2 separate regions of the Mus musculus genome follow, and region 2 is linked to region 1. A link is a contact called in public Hi-C data. All regions are on one chromosome and are shown on one strand. The core of a region is the stretch at or near the end of the contact, and the rest is flanking DNA. Distances in the headings are between cores, read along the strand shown.

The links. Hi-C and Micro-C count contacts between places; a contact is called where the count stands out from the background.
Region 2: a Hi-C map of bone marrow-derived macrophages shows a contact between it and region 1, with 30 read pairs. The contact joins two enhancer-like sites. A contact is called at or near these places in 1 of 15 datasets of contacts at CTCF or cohesin (the NIH/3T3 cell line), 8 of 484 Hi-C or Micro-C datasets (CD8 T cells, the CH12 cell line, Th2 cells and 5 more), 6 of 115 datasets of contacts at active chromatin or transcription factors (bone marrow-derived dendritic cells, bone marrow-derived macrophages, embryonic fibroblasts and 3 more) and 2 of 9 other capture datasets (bone marrow-derived macrophages and embryonic stem cells).

The regions. Positions count from the first base shown.
Region 1 is chr2:132,004,879-132,009,147 of GRCm38.p6, reverse strand. Rassf2 (Ras association (RalGDS/AF-6) domain family member 2) reads left to right here. Exons shown (of 11, transcript NM_175445.4): 4 at 1,631-1,782; 5 at 3,752-3,840. Among named protein-coding and RNA genes, the nearest start is that of Rassf2, 23 kb to the left of the region's middle. Within about 2 kb of position 2,482, at least 166 of the 459 cell types and tissues checked have an H3K27ac peak or open chromatin away from gene starts, as enhancers often do. A contact at or near this core is called in the CH12 cell line, the NIH/3T3 cell line, bone marrow-derived macrophages and 3 more, where this site is marked.
Region 2 is chr2:132,219,586-132,224,239 of GRCm38.p6, reverse strand. It overlaps Gm14051 (a long non-coding RNA gene), which reads right to left. Exons shown (of 3, transcript XR_866753.3): 3 at 3,988-4,193. Among named protein-coding and RNA genes, the nearest start is that of Tmem230, 26 kb to the left of the region's middle. Within about 2 kb of position 2,524, at least 76 of the 459 cell types and tissues checked have an H3K27ac peak or open chromatin away from gene starts, as enhancers often do. A contact at or near this core is called in the CH12 cell line, the NIH/3T3 cell line, bone marrow-derived macrophages and 3 more, where this site is marked.

The sequences.
Region 1 (4,269 bases), core at 1,233-3,732:
TGCATAAAGCCTTTCTCCTTAAGACCACCGAAATGCTTTAACGTCGTTGTATTCCTCTCCCATCTTGTTTTGTATTACCCTCTTCACAGAGTGGATCCTTTGGCCCAGGCCAGTTGTTGACCATTAAACAGGCATCCTGAAGATCTTCATGATCCTTCTCTGACACCCGTGAAAGCTTGGGTTCAGAAGGGAGAGGAGCCTGGTCCTTAACTGGTGGCTGGGCTGTGAGCAAGAACCAGGACCTGGCATAGCTGTCCTGCTTCTGTCTTTGGCTTACTTTGTGCAGCTATGAACACACAGCCTGACAGACAACTTAAAAGGAGAGAGGATTTGTTTGAGCTCACAGTGTCAGAGGGCTTGGCCTGTGGACACTTGGCTTTTTGTGCCCAGGCAGAAGATGCTGGTGGTGGGAGTTCTTTACCTCATGGTAGGTAGGAAGTAGAGACACACAGGAAGGTACTAGAGACCGGGTGGCCCACTTCTTCCAGCTAGGCCCTCCTTCCTAAGGTTTCCACAAGCAGGGGAGCAAACCTTTAGCATGTAGCCTGCGGGAACATCTTGTAAACAAACTAGAACAATCCTGTCGTCAACTCTCTGAGACCTCACAGTCAAAATAGGATTGGAGGGGCTGCATCTGGGAGGGTTTTATGTTGAACTTCTTGTTAGTCAGCAACCTCTGAGTATAACTTTGGAATTCCTGAAGGATTTATTCGCCTCTTGGGAGGTGTAGTGGTGTGTTAGATTATGAAAAACACTGGGGGAGTTAGTTCTTCTTTAAAAAATAATTAGATGAGGACTGTGGCTTGCAGCTAGCAGACACTTGACACCTTTTAAGGCAACACTTCTGCTCTAGGAACGTGCTCTGTAAGTAAACTTGGGGGAAGCTTTGAATCTCTGTTACCCAAAGTCAGGTCAGATTGCTAAACGCAAGGGGAAACAGCCAGTTCTAGGGTTTTGTCCTTGCTTCTAATTAGGCCAGTCTCTGTTATTTTAAGAGAGGTTCTGACCCTCTCTCTGTTTCTCTCTCCTTCCTTCCATCTTAATTGTTTTCCTCTCTCCTTCCTTTCTTTCCTTCCTTTCCTTCCTCCCTCCCTCCCTCACCTCTCTCCCTCTATCCTTTCCTTTCCTTTCCTTTCCTTTCCTTTCCTTTCCTTTCCTTTCCTTTCCTTTCCTTTCCTTTCCTTTCCTTTCCTTTCCTTTCCTTTCCTTCCTTCCTTCCTTCCTTCCTTCCTTCCTTGTTGATTTTGGTCATGTGCTCATTCTGAAGCTCATCCTGGCCTGGAACTGTTGGCAATCCTCCTGCCTCCACTTCCTGAGTCCTGACACTATAGATAGGAGCTATCACACCTCTTATTGTACTCTGATTTCCTTAAAGTCATTAAGATGAAGGCAATAAAAACGGTTTGATGAATTGCCCACGTGTGTCTCAGTTTTAAAGAAACAGGGTCTTGCTGGGGATCTCCCACATGCTGCTGAGAACCTTGTGCTGTTGACCTTTGAGGTCATCTGTGAGGAGCTGGAACTTCCCAGCAGAGCGTGCCTCAGAGCTAGGATTTGCTCACTGCTCCCTCCCTCCCTCGCATCCTATGGATCCACTCTGGGCTCAGCACCCTCGGTTGTTTCATGGCAGGAGGAAGACGAGTTCATTGTGGAGGGGTTACTGAACATCTCCTGGGGGCTGCGCAGGCCCATTCGGCTGCAGATGCAGGATGACCACGAACGCATCCGTCCTCCTCCATCCTCCTCCTCCTGGCACTCCGGCTGTAACCTGGGCGCACAGGGGTGAGTGAAGGGAGATGAATTTGAGGGTATCTGGGGGCTGCTGGTCCAGTTCCCAGCACCCCAACTGCTATCTGCCACAGGTTTGGGATGGGGACAAAGGGACCTCTCACCTGCCTGACTCCACAGGCACAGAGTGAAGAGGGGTGGTTCTGAGTCAGCAATGGGGAGTACAGGGTAATGGGCAGCAGAGGGCCCTCCCTCCAGGAGCCCTAGCCAAGCCTGAGGCTTCCGACAGGGTGCCAACACACACATCCTCCCAACTTGAATGGTCCTGCTCCAGGGACATCTAGGATTTGAACTCACTGATCAAAGCTCTCTCCCTCTTGGTGGAACCTAGTAGAAGAGAAAGGAATGTTCTGTCTGAGCCAGCCGAGTGAGGTCAGCCAGCGAGCTTCTGTACACCTGGAACAGGTCATGGCAGGAGGCAGGAGTCTAGGAGGTCCTCTATTGAACCTCATTGCAAGGTCAGCGAACAGCAGCATGTCTGCTCTCCCACCTTCTGTGACTGAATGAGAAGCTGGATGCTGGCACGGGGCCGATCTTCTTGTTCTCTCTGGGACTTCAGTCTTGAGATCAAGTGACTAACTAGCCTTGTTCCCCTCGAAACTTGCTGAGGTGGGCGGCATTCGGGCCAGAGCCTGGGTGGAGTGTGCTGGCCACTCAGCCAAAACCACAATGACGTGCTTTCAAGTTTAAAGGGGAACTGAGCCCTCCTTCCCTGCTGGCTGCCTGGAATGTTGTTACATTCCACGGCCAAGTGGATCAGTGTCCTAAGTTGAGAAATATCCACAGAAGAGCCAAATCCTGGAACCAACCTTGGGACTAAGGAGGGAAGTTGTTGCCCTGCCCACTGGGCACGGGGAAGCCTGGTCAGGGCTCTTGGGCTTGCTCTCAGCACATTCACAGTTCCGGTGGGCCAGATCCTGTCCGTGCCCAGCTTTGACCTCTAGATTGTTACATTCTGTTCTCCAAGTGAGATGATTTTAAAGATCCCATTTTCCTGTGATGCCTAGGGGTCCTTCCGTCTGCACTCCAGGTTTTTCTGCGTTCTCCAGTGACAACCTGGTCCCTGAAGCCTGTAAATATTTTAAGGGCTTTCAGAAGCATGTCCCAAATGCCAGCCAAACTTAAATGTTGCCCGCAGGAGTGTGTTTGAGATGCTCAGACCAGTTTCCGCGTTGGACAGTGGCGATGGGGTGCCACCTGGACCCAGTGCCTGCATTTCTCGGAAGGGCACAGACTGAGGCTTAGACAGTTATGAGGGAAAATTCTTCCAGTTTGTCAATTTTACTTTTCTTTCCTTAAAGCCATTATTCTAAGAATGTATGCCTTAGGGAGCCCCTCCCCTCTTCTCATTCTGGTCCTTCCTGAGAAACTCGACTCTCCCTTCAGACTGAATCCCCTGTTGATCTTGGATGTGTTTTTCTGAGCTGACTCCATGGCTCTTTGGGGCTTTCAGAAAATATTCCCAGTTACCACAGCAAACCCAGGTCGCGTAGTTCAGGTGAGCTTTTGTGGTCCCTTCTCCTGATGGCAACCCTGAGAGCATCATCACTCCTGAGCCGAAGAAGCCAGGGCCAGTTTCTGAGATGTTCCTCCAACAGAAAGAAACCCAGCTTGGAATCGTGTCCCTAGAAAATGGGCCCTAGGCCACCACATGTGCTTTGAGACTCAGTGCATGGACTTGGCTCTGGGTTCTTCCTTCTGGATCTAATGAACTGGGTTCTTGCAGAGGAAGGAACAGAACATGTTTCTCCTGAGCTTCCTGCCCCCCTCAGCACTTAGAATGGGATCTGGGCCAGCCTCCTGGATGCTCGGCACATCTTGCCTGCCTCTTGCTTGCCTGTCAAATACTTGAGTTTCCCTACATGGCATGTATAAAAGTTCCCATTGCAGGAAGGGGGCCGTGAAATTGGGACCTGTCCTCTCAAGGTCTAAACAAGCCTGCTGTTTGTTTGCACCCCCTCAGCACCACACTGAAGCCCCTCACCATGCCCACTGTTCAGATCTCAGAAGTGGATATGCCAGTTGAAGGCCTCGAGACACACAGCCCAACAGGTGAGCAATAGAAAGAGCCTCCTGCTAGAGGCCCACGGGGTGACAGCTGTGTTTGAACCTGTGACTTCTTGTCTACATCTGTAAAATCCACACGCATCAATAGCTTTTTAAAAAGTTAAAAGGAAAGACTTTAAATTCTCCCACCTCCTCTCCCTTCAGTTTCCTTCCTTCAAAGCAACCTGCAAAATGTCCTTTGAGATGAAACAAGCAAATCCATGCAAATCCAAATGACGCCAAGGAGAAGGCCTGCTGCCACCACCCGGAGTGGGTGCGGCTCCTTCTGGGCCTCTCCCCAGACAAGTGGCAGCTTTTGCAGTAGCTCTAGTCCCCCAGTCCCCTCACCAGTGGCAGCCACCACTTGACTTCCTGTCTCTGTGACTTTGCTGTGAGCACCTCTTGGGAGTTGACTCACAAAGTACTTATTTTATG
Region 2 (4,654 bases), core at 1,275-3,774, 220 kb before region 1:
AGTGAGTTCTAGTACAGCTAGAACTACACAGTGAGATCCCATCTGAAAGGAGGAGGAGGAAGAGGAGGAGGAGGGGGAAAAAGAAAGGAAGGACGGAAAGAAGGAAGGAAGGAAGGAAGGAAGGAAGGAAGGAAGGAAGGAAGGAAAGAAGGAAGGAAAGAAGGAAGGAAAGAAGGAAGGAAGAAGAAATCGATCAACACTAATAAAGAGAATTTAGCAAAACAGATGCTCGCTGAGAATATCACAATTGAGGGCGGTGCCACTACATCATGGTAACATGTAACTAATACTTATCTTACTTATTTCTAAGCAGGACAACAAAGTCTCATTCACAAAAAGCTGAAACAAAACACTTGAAGATTAAACTAATGGGAAGTTACTTAAACCCATTTGATGAAAATCATGGAACCTTACTGAGATGCATAAAAATTATTTTGTTAACTTAGACTCAATTTTCTAAAGCATACATTTATCTACAATTGCAATTCTATCCTAATTAGAAACCCACAGGAAGAGTAAGGAGTGGGGGGGGGGTCACATAATTATCTTAAAGACTATCTAAAAATCAAAGCTATGACATAAATCAGAAAGAATCCCAGAGGGACTTGAAGAAATGCTGCCCTATGACAATGCAATATCATTCTAAAATGGCCATTTATACAGAAGTTAGAATGGTGATTTTGTATAGACATCTACATAAAAATCAATAGAAAAGAAACGTGGACAAGAAGCAGTCCAGGACAAAGGTGATGGCTGTCAGGTAAGTGTGTGCTACCCAAGTGTAAGAAGTTTTTATCTCTAGCACCTAGATCAGATTAAATAAATAAAAATCTACCAATAAACAAAAATTCTGGATAGTGGTAGAACATTAAGACCTTCTGAGCATAGGTTCCTACGCGACCACACAAGCCACATATTAACAGCACTGATCCTAGCTATAATTAATGTACTGGTATCCTCCTTTCCCCCTTAAGTACGATTCCCTACTAACCTGCCTGAGATCACACTGCCCTCGGTTAGCTGGGCTAGCGTGTGTGTGTATATGTGTATGTGTGTGTATGTGTGTGTGTGTGTGTGTGTGTGTATGTGTGTGTGTGTGTGTGTGTGTGTATGTGGTCCATTTGTGAAGTAGTCAGTCAGCTTTCATCCTTGGTGCTCCTGATCCCTGAATCTGATTTGTTTTCCTTCTAAATCCTTACTACCAGCTGTCATACTACATACTACACTATATACTACACTATATATGTATATATGTACACACAGACACATATATGTATATACACACACATTTACTGTGTGTCCCCCTTGCTAGCATGCAATGCACAGAACTGCAGACTTATTTAGTTTGTATCACTTCCAATTTCCAAGCCAGCCGCTGTTACCTATGCTTGCTGAGAGAAGCAAATGAATCAGAGAATATACATAATATGCATCTGGTAGGCCCATCCACTCAGCCAGCTCATGCCTGTCCAGTCTTTGCATCACACAACCCCTAGAGCATAAAACAAGCCCACAGCCTCTGCCTCAGAGCACCCCCTGTCCCTGAGGGAACAGATGTTTGGGGTGTGCTTGGGATCACGATGGAGTTCTAAAGTACCACCACACAGAATACCATGAGGTCGTGTGCTGTGGGGAAAGAATTCTTTTTTAAAATCGCCTTTACTAGTTGGGTGTTAGTTGGGTGTTGGTAGCACACACCTTCAATTTCCACACTGGTGAGGCAGAGGCAAGTGATCTCTTCAAGTTCCAGCCTGGCCAACAGGCAGAGTTTCAAGATAGCCAAGACTACATATAAAAGGATTCTGTCTTGAAAAAACAAAAACAAAAATCAGTTGGGTAGCGGTGGTGTACTCTGGAGGCAGAGGCAAGCGGGTCTCTATAAGTTCAAAGCCCAGCTTGGTCTTCAGAGTGAGTTCCAGGGTAGCCAGGAGTACACAGTGAAACCCTGTCTCGAAAAACAAACAAATAAAACAATAAACAACAACAACAAACAGTTTTCCTAGGGCACAATTGCCATAAAATAGACTCAACCCTAACTTCACAGCTAGAGGAATGCAGATATATGTGTATATGTGTATATGTGTATATTAGCATTCTACAGAACTTTAAAATTATGCTTTAAAAGCATACTGTTGCACTTCCTAAATCACTCACATTTATTTATCCATTTATTTATTACCTCTTTATTTACAGTGTGCGTGTGTGCGTGCAGCTGCACACTGTGGCCTGTGTGTGTGGCAAAGACAGCTGGGGGAGTCTGCTCGTCTCCTCCCGTGTGGGATGAGGGGAAGCTAGCACAGACTGTCATGTCTGAGCCATGACGCTGGTCCGACATTAGCACTTCAAGTCGCAGGTCTGTAGTGTTAACAAGCACACTGCTGTGCACTTTGCCTCTAGAACCCTTTCATCCTGCAGAGCAAGCTTGTGCACAGTCAACTCGGTCAACGCCAGTTCCCTTTTCCCCCTCCCTGGGGAGAAGATTCTTTTTGAGTCACCCTTGTAAGTAGAGCGTTCAGGATATTTAAAGAACTCCTGAAAATGATCTCAAAATACAGCTGCTTCCAAAAAGAGCCAGTGAATCATTCCGGGCTCATGAGAGTGCAAAATTTAAAAACACCACTCAAGTTGACAAAAATGGAGAAGGGATATTCAGGAACTGCTGTGTTGAATACTCCTCTGCCCAGGGTTTGAATGGTACGGCCAGGCCTGCATCCCATTCTTTCTGCGTCAGCATGGTCTCCAGTGTTCTCTCCCTTCTCCAGCAGGCTGCAAGCACCAGTGATTATGAGCTGGGTCGTTTTTTTTTCTTTCACAGTCTTTTTCCTGGCCTCCCCAAACTGGCTGACCTAGAAACCCAAGAGAGGGCTCCTCAGGTCTCTAGTGAGTCTGTTTGAGTCTGCTGGCCACAATAGCCAGAGGAATAAACCTGTTTCTCGGGAGTGAACTTCAGTTACAAGGCTACTTGACTTCTTTCTTAGATCATCAAACAGCCCAGGGAGGTGGGAGCCAAATTCTCAAGAGGCTTCAAGCTCATGTTCATGCCCCATTCTTCTCTAAGAGCCCCCATGTAGAAGCATCCCAGGGTCTGTTCTTTTTGGCCACCGTGAATCATGTGGGCTTTCCTGGAAGGATCTCCATGGTCAGAGAGAACTGCTCTAAACGCCATAATTACAAAGTGGAAAGAAGTTGGTTAGTTTTACTCAATGGGGACTAACATGAGAGATAACAGGCCCTCCTGGCAGGTTTTTGATCAGGGATATGAGGTAGCTTAAATTTGTAGCATGGTAGGATATGGAGCCCATGGCTAAGCAAATAGATGTCCCTGCCACCTAACAACCCAGAGTTTGATCCCTGGAACACACAGGGTGGAAGAACAAAACTGACCCCCACAATTTGTCTTCATACCTCCATTTATATACTATATAACACACACACATTAGACACCATCAAACATCTACTAGTAATAAAACATTTATTTCTACAAATTTTTGATACATATAATTTTTAACATTTATTAAACACAAAAGCAAAATTGCATATTAATGGCACTAGTGCTATTCTGTCTGTATAAGGAAGTGTTGGCTGAATGTCCAACACTGCAGACAGAGAGGGGGCTCCAGGGTTTTTCAGAGGTGATTGACATTTCACTTTTACAGTGCTGAGATGCCATTTGCATAACTTAGTAACATAAAATGACCAGAACATGTTTAGGGCCATTTCAGAAACTGTTGGGAATTCTCTCCAAATCACAAGTCAAATTAATTTAATTTTTTTACTCTCTTTTTAAAGATTTATCATCTTAACCATGTGTAGGTGTTTGTGTCTGTGTCTGTGTATGTATGTGTTTGTGTCTATGTGAGGGTGTTAGAAGTAAGTTTGAGGTCACAAAAGAAAGGGCCCACCGTTCCAACTGAAGTGTCTGGACAGGCGAACATTGCTCTTGATCAAGAGGGTGCTCTCAGAAAATCAAACACACGGAGACAGGAAGTGTATCTAGTTTTTATTCTAATTTCAGGTGGTGGCTGTGTCTCTTCCCCATTGGCTGGGGTCTGACCTCACAATCTTATTCAGTTGGTTGGCTAGTCCGAAGAGAATTGGCACACAAGGGAGTTGGATGAAGGGGAAAGGAGGTGCTGCTCCAAGAAGGGGGTCACTGCTCCAAGAAGGGGGACACTGCTCCAGGACATAAATTCCTAGAATAGAGCAAAGGTTTTCCTGGGTCACAGTAAGTAAAACACTTGTGTGAACATCTTATAATGTGTGGGAGATAAAAATATTTTAATTCACTGGGCAGTGGTGGCACACGTCTTTAATCCCAGCACTTGGAAGGCAGAGGCAGGTGGATTTCTGAGTTCGAGGCCAGCCTGGTCTACAGTGTGAGTTCCAGGACAGCCAGGGCTACACAGAGAAACCCTGTCTTGAAAGAAAAAAAAATTTTTTTTAATTCCTTGTCCTTGTTTTATAGTATTTGACAAAAAGACTGGTATTTGATATTTCTTACAGATGTATGTGCCGGTGCCCTTGGAGGTCAGAATCATCAGATTCCCCCGGGTCCCAGGTGAGTGTGAGCTGCCCAGTGCGAGTGCTGGGAACAGATCTAAGGTCTTCTGTAAGAGCAATTCGTACTCTTAGTCACAGAGCCATCTCTCCAGTC